Linked DNA regions of Mus musculus: region 1 is linked to region 2. A link is a contact called in public HiCAR-type data. All regions are on one chromosome and are shown on one strand. The core of a region is the stretch at or near the end of the contact, and the rest is flanking DNA. Distances in the headings are between cores, read along the strand shown.

Evidence for each region. HiCAR-type assays count read pairs that join an accessible place to other places.
Region 1: a HiCAR-type map of embryonic stem cells shows a contact between it and region 2, with 5 times the contacts expected there. The contact joins two enhancer-like sites. A contact is called at or near these places in 2 of 484 Hi-C or Micro-C datasets (the N1E-115 cell line and nephron progenitors), 4 of 115 datasets of contacts at active chromatin or transcription factors (all in embryonic stem cells) and 1 of 9 other capture datasets (embryonic stem cells).

What each region holds. Positions count from the first base shown.
Region 1 is chr13:97,800,523-97,804,104 of GRCm38.p6, reverse strand. No RefSeq gene overlaps it. Among named protein-coding and RNA genes, the nearest start is that of Gm41031, 24 kb to the left of the region's middle. Within about 2 kb of position 1,529, at least 3 of the 459 cell types and tissues checked have an H3K27ac peak or open chromatin away from gene starts, as enhancers often do. A contact at or near this core is called in embryonic stem cells, where this site is marked.
Region 2 is chr13:97,600,069-97,603,602 of GRCm38.p6, reverse strand. It overlaps Gm34087 (a long non-coding RNA gene), which reads left to right. Exons shown (of 5, transcript XR_873831.2): 5 at 915-993. Among named protein-coding and RNA genes, the nearest start is that of Gm34087, 21 kb to the left of the region's middle. Within about 2 kb of position 2,077, at least 9 of the 459 cell types and tissues checked have an H3K27ac peak or open chromatin away from gene starts, as enhancers often do. A contact at or near this core is called in embryonic stem cells, where this site is marked.

The sequences.
Region 1 (3,582 bases), core at 280-2,779, 200 kb before region 2:
AACCTTTCACAAAAGTCAGCCAATTTAAGTATTATTGGGAGACATCAGGATTTATAAAGTGATGTAAAAAATGATCGGAGTTTTTGAAAAGAACATACCCACCAGGTGAAAAATTTCCACAGTACCCAAACTGTTTACACAAAAGTAATCAAATTGATTCCTTTGACGCTATGTTTAATTTGAAAGGGAGCATTATTCTGAATTCTCTCTTCTAATTAGCTATATTGGAGGCCTTGAAACACTGGGACTCCAAGGGCACAAAAGAAAAAAAAAACCCTCTTTCGTTCTTCCCTCTGCTCTTTTGTAGCTTCAGGTAATGCTAATCTTTTTATTTTTATTTTTTGAAAAAGTACTGTGAGGATTAGCCTGGCCAGGCAGAAGGCAGCAGGCCCTAGGGCCTCAGTTGACTTAAAAGCAGAAGATATGACGGATCCTTCTGATTTATGGGATGGAAGGGATGAGGGGGAGAGATGGAGGGGGGAGGAGTGACAACGGGGTGGGGGGACAGGACAGGGACAGAAATTAATTAGAAGCTACCAGCTGAGAAGCAGTTCATATGGACTGAGAAGTTGCCAATCAACTGCTGATATCACCAGCGTTTTTAGAGTTAATTAAGATCAACGTTCCAGGGGAGACCAGAATATCGGCCATGGGCTGGTTTACTACCTCCACCTCACTACATGTCTAGAAATTCAAAGCGTGGTTTTAACTGCTTTCGTGGTCCCGAAGCTGGCTCCAAATTCACACATTTGTCGGATGAGGCAGTGACAGAGAGACTCATGAGCTTTTCCTGTGCCACATGTCTCAGGGCTACCTTAGACTTAGTTTCCCAAAGACATTGTGTGCCAACTGCTACTTCTGCTCCTTCTTTTCTGTGTGTCTCACCTTCCTCCCTTCTCCTTTTCCTGAGGAGGTCGGAAACAGACACAGGCAAGCACATCTTGACACCCCATCCCACCCCACCCCACCCCATCCCTGTTTAAAAAGAAACAAGTTTTTACTGAGAAACCAAACTTAAGCAAACTGGATCAGGGACTAATTTTGTCCTTATTCTTGAGTTTCGGGACAACTGTCCTCAATCTTCGACAGCTTGCTTTGACAGTTGGCCAGAGAACTCCTGAGTGACAGCATCAATCCAATGTGGGGTTTGCTTTCCAAGCCTCACGTTGCCCTTGTGGAAGACTTAAATAACTGGACCGAATGAGGATGACTGTGCAGAAAGCTCTGGAAGCTTGTCTGCACCCAAGAAGACTGCCCACGACTGATTCCATGTGTGGTCAGGTCTCCCCGGATTCTCCCAACCTCACCACTCCCTTTCATCAGCTCTAAGACTGGCATGGCAGCCTGAGGAAGGAAGTGAATTCATTCAGGACCTCTAGGGTCTCCAACATTGTCTCAAACCTTGTGCCCTCCTCCCAGCCTTGGGCTAAACAGAGCTAAATTGTTTGCACCTTAATTGTCTTCCACTGACCTGGCTCACCTAGGGTGGAGACTTCTGACCTAAGTGGAGGTCTTCTGCCTTGCCTCACCCGCAGCTTCCTGCAGGAGCAGACTGCCCGCTGAGCTTGCTTTACAACAGTGTCCAGCCGAAACAAAGCAACATACTCCAGCTGAAACAAAGAATGGGTCTTTGAGTTTCCCCTATATAAACGGCAGAGCTGAAAATTAAACTTTGAGCCTTAATCAGAAAACCTTTGCCTTGGCTTCACTCTTCTCTTACCCGCCTGTCCTTTTTCATTCCCAGCCTCCCTTTTAGGTGTACCCAGTTCTCCGTGGCTTCTGGACAGCTACAGAACCCCCCATTCCCCCTGCCACCTCCCACAAATTGCATCAGTGGCCACCCCGAGTGGTTCTGAATCTACTTCCCAGAGAGAAATGTGTGTCCAAAATGGCCAAATGACTCAACCCAGAAGGATAGGGGGATTAACTTTGACAAGATTCCTTTGGACAGATGGAGACAGGAGAGTGTCTACAGAGGGCTTTCTCTCTCTCTCTCTCCATCCTTGGGCTGGGCAGTTTTGGGTTATAGATTTTTCCTGGAGGGTACACTGGCAAACAGCTGGCTCTGTCTTAGTTGAGTCTTGTAACATAGTAGCCAGGACTGTGTGTGTGTGTGTGTGTGTGTGTGTGTGTGTGTGTGTGTGTGTGTGTGTGTGAAACCTTGTATTTTCTTCCCACATCCACCCTCCCCTAACTTCTTATTCTCTTATTCTAGTTTTCCTGTATTGATATTTCCCAGTAGTGCAGGGACACTGAAAACCTTCCCAGTATTGTGGTTGATGTGTGTTATATCTCCCACAGATTCGGGTGTGTGCACACTTGGTCCACAGTGGCTAGCACTGTTCTGAGTAACTGTCCAAGTTTCAGGAGGTGAGGCCTGCCTGCTACTGCTTGGTCACTGGGGACAGGTTTTTGAAGGATATTGTTTGGCCCTGCTTCAGAACCCAATGCTTTCCTCTCTGCCTGATTCAGTGTGATCACCCACGTCATGTTCCCTTGTACACAGGCTGCTTATTGTCCATACCAACCCTACCAGGGTAGACGGAAACTCCCTGCAAACACCAAAAAAAAAAAAAAAAAAAAAAAAAAAAAAAAAAAAAATCCTTCCTTTTTTAAGTTGCTTCCGACAGCTAATGTTATCATTGTGACACATAAAACAACCCATACACCCAGGCCTGCCCAGCCTCTGTAGCCATTCTTTTGGCTTCTTTGTAGCTTCCCTTTTCTTCCACTCTTTCTTCTTCTTCTTCTTCTTCTTCTTCTTCTTCTTCTTCTTCTTCTTCTTCTTCTTCTTCTTCTTCTTCTTCTTCTTCTTCTTCTTCTTCTTCTTCTTCTTCTTCTCCTCCTCCTCCTCCTCCTCCTCCTCCTCCTCCTCCTCCTCTTCTTCCTTTTCAACCCCCTAACACTATATAGGAGAGAAAAAAGGATAGAGGGGAAAGGGGCAATGATGTCATCATAGTACTTCCTGCTGATTAGGGCATCACATTCCTTGGTGCCTGTTTGTGCACATGTGTGCATATGCCTCTGTTGTGGAGACTTGATGCTAGGCATTCCCCTATCACTCTCCACTATCTTTACTGAGTCAAGGTCTCTCGCTGAACCTGGAGCTCACTGACTGTGGCTAGCTAGCAGGCCAGCTTGCCTTGGGTAGCCCCTGTTTCTGCTCCCTGAAAGCTAGGGTCACAAGTGGATACCACATTTGCCTGGCTCTTTGTGTGGCTGCTGCAGTTTCAAGCTTGTGCCATCTCCCCTGAAGTTTTCCATGACAGCTCCAAGATTTTTGTTTTTCCTCTGAGTGTTTCTGTGTTTGCCAAGGTTTGCAGTCCTTTCTCTTTTTACTTTTCCCTTTGGGGAAACCCATAGCTGGGCTGGCTAAGATTAAAGAAGATACTGGCGGCTCTTTTGATGGGTTTTTTTTACATTCCTGTCTTTAATTTGCCAGCCTAAGTTTCCAATTAATTTTGATCCTCCACTTTTGTGTTTTCTTTCTTTTCTACTTGGCAAAACTTGATGGGTCCCTTAAAGCCCAGCTAAATGTGATGGGGGGGGGGGGGATTTACTTGTCACTTCTGTTCAGTCTTT
Region 2 (3,534 bases), core at 828-3,327:
TAGTCTGAGTTTCTACCTGTTACCTATTCCAGAGGGTGGCATTTCCCTCCTGTTCCCTGGTTTGGGGACTCCCCTCATCTCAACCACCAAGACCTAAGGGTTTCAAATGTACACCTAAGAAAAGTTTTTTCTCCCAAATCTACTTAACTTTATTTTCTTTGTGTGTGTGCGTGTGCGTGTGTGTTTAAGCATCTTAGCAAGTACAGCTTTAAAAATCTACATCCAGGACAGCTCCTGAGAAGCAAGCCACAGATGCTCCAGCCTGCTCTCACAGACACAGACGCTTCTACTGGACCTGCACCTTCCTACCTAAAAATGGTTCCACAGATCTTAGACAGCAAGGAAGCAGCTAACTCTCCTAAGACTGGACCAGCACCCCCACTCCCATTTTCTTAGGTTCCCCAGAGACATGTCACCCCAAAGTCAGCAAGAAGTAGCTAAAGATCACAATGACCCTATTCCTGTTTCACCACCACTTCTTTCTAGATTCTCCTTTTTAAATTAAACTAAAATGGAGGAATGCTGGCATTCCTTGTACGATCCGGCCCAACAGTTACCTAGCAACAACCACATAGGCCTGGCTTGCTATAAAAGGGACTGTTTGGCCTCTCCCTCAATGTCTAACTCTATCTGCCCTTCTGCCCCTTTTCTCTCTCTGATCTCTCTCTCTCTCTCTCTCTCTCTCTCTCTCTCTCTCTCTCTCTCTCTCTGCCTCTACTCCTGTCTCAACTCCCCTTCCCACACCCCCAAATAAACTCTATTGTATACTAAACCCATTATATGACTGGTACGATGCTTCAGCATGGGCCCACTGAGTTACCTCCTCCCACGGCACCATACTGTGCCCTACAGAACATATTCTTGGTTTTATAAAACACATCAATACCCATCAATTATCTCTTTCTTTTTTTCAGATGTGGTGAGATAATACAAATGGATGGATAGCATGATTCTTCAGTCCTCATGTGTAAATAAATTCTAGTATAGCTGCCACTGTTGTGCAGATTGGGACTGGGCACGATCAGCGTTATGATGGGAGTAAACACAAAAAAGGTGAAACCCCTTCCCGTGCTCTGTTCTTCCATCTCCAGCCCCAAAGGGTCATGGAGTCTGCCTCCGTCCAGCTGAATGGCAGCATCCTTCCATGGGTAAGGGCTTCCTGGAACATTTGCTGACCCTCTGGGACATGTCTGACCCTCTGCTCCCTGCTCAGGACTTTGGGGACAGAACACATGTGTCTATTTCTTTCTTGATTCTGCGTCTATTTTTAGAGTCCTAGATAACTACCAAAGTGCAGTTTTGTGCCTCCCTCCCTCCTATCACCTGCTCTTGTGTTTTGTGGCACAAAGGATGCACTATAGGCTCAAGCAAGCTCCACCCCCACCCCTGAGGACAGAAGGCATAGGGAAACACGTCAAAGCACAACAAGTGACCATGGCTGCACCTTACTTGAAGGGAGTTCCCAAGGAGAATCATTTGCCCAGCCAAGGACTCTCTGGACTCACCAGAACACTTTTTATTTAGCGCAGTGAGACCAGGTACCGGTATCCTTCAAAAGCTCCTTAGACATTCTGAAATTCAGAAAGACCCAAAAGAATCAAATGAGCACCCACTTTCTGGAACTCCAGGCTTGCCTCATTGCAGGACTAAGACCAGGAATCCAGCTGAGTCTGACTTGCAGCCACAAGGGACTTTTCCCAGTGTGATGCCCTTAGTTAAGGAGGTGGGGCAGAGGGGTTGAAGGGGAGGGTATCAGGACCACAACAAATGGAGAAAGGAGAGAATTTCTTTGGTAATAAGGCTGGCCCCACCATTCTCGGGCTCCCAAGTGACCTGGACCTTCAGGGGTGCCTATAAATCAGATTGTATAAGCCAGGGCTTGCTTGTGTGTTATACATTACCATAATTTTTTTTTATTTTAGTAAAAAAAACTCTGGCTTTTTTTTTTCAAGTCACAGGACTCCAGCCCTCCTGGCAGGTCCTAAGTGAAACAAATTACTTCTAGAGAGTAAGCTCTATACCCTGGCCTCCTCCCTCATTGAACCCGCAGCTGCCTCTTTGTAAGCCTAAGACTATTGTAAGCTATTGCCCTAGGGGCAACCAAGGGGCTGTGTCTCCCTGCAGGTGTGCCAGGAAGACAGCGGGAGTCTGTAGGAAGCAGAGGTTGGTTGGACCTAGAAGCTGATTCAAGCTACATTATTACAAAAAGTTATTAAGCGATATTCAGTTACAGGATCCTGGGCTAAACAAAGAATGAGGCCCGGGGCAGCCAAAAACCATATGGACCTGGAGGTTGCACACACCTGCATGGGAGCGGGCAGGCCCAGTTAGAAGCCGTCATCAATTCTAGGAAAGCCATAAAGTTTGGACTTGCTTCATGGCACTTTCTAATTAACTGTGTGGTGAGTTTTCTCCACTTTCCTATAAAAGCCGGTGCCCCTCCTCCACCCCTCTCTCTACCTTGTCTCTCTCCCTCATGTCCCAAGACACCTGGGGAAAAGTTTCCCAGGGAAGCTCTCCAGTGGGCCTCAGACCATGGAAGACACTCTAAGCAGGAAGATGGCACTCGTTCTTGTGTGGAGAGAAAAAAAAGAATAGAACAGGCTCTTTGAAAGGCTCTCAAGAGAATCATCCAAAACAAGGAGCCAGCACGGCCTCCCTTAAAGAAGAGGGAGAAGCTACAAGTCACTTGAGCTGATGAAGGGAAGAACATTGGTTTAGCCAATTCTACTTACCCAACAGACTGGATAAACAGAAAGGAGAAAGATGAGTCTTAATTCTGCGGTGATATGCAAGAAGATATAGCATCTAGTGTTTAGGTTCTTTGCAAAGCAGATGCCTTGGTGGATGTCTGCTATAATTTTCATACTGGTAAATCCGTGTGCTCGTGTGACTCTGAGCACCCTACGGTGGCAAAATCCCAAGGCAGCTTAGTCTCCAGGGCTTTCTGGAGAATTGTGTTGATGCATTTAGAACATCTGCATAATGCACACTTACACTATGGACCACGAAGTCACATTCAGAAGGCAGAACTCATCTCTCACCATTGCTCATCTGCAAAAAGAGGAGGAAAAATGCAAAGTATTTCTGATGAGGCAGAGGTTTCCCTTGGCCTCTTACCTGGCTGGGCTGACGATTTCTCCATCTGGTGCTGACAGCAACTTTGGCTGGTGCTGAGGTGGGGCCTGGCCCGGCTTGCTCCCTTTGACCTCCACAGTGCAAATCTCTTGAAACGATAAAGGAGCCGAGTGTGAGGCAAGGCCTCGAGCCTGGGCGGATGAATGTGCCCTACAGCTTCTCGGAGCACAGCAGGGAGATGTCTGAACAAAGCATGGAGACCTGCACTGAGGCCCTGGTGGGCTGTTCCAAGACTGCACTCCAGGATCCACCTAGACCTAGCCATTTGGTCCTGGCTATTGAAACAGAAAGGCCTATTGCTCCAGGCCATGCTGTGCTTTTGCAAAAGAGTTGCCTTGTGAGAACTCAGAATATTACTATTGGTCAGCTTGTAGATGCATGTCTGCCTTCAGATTG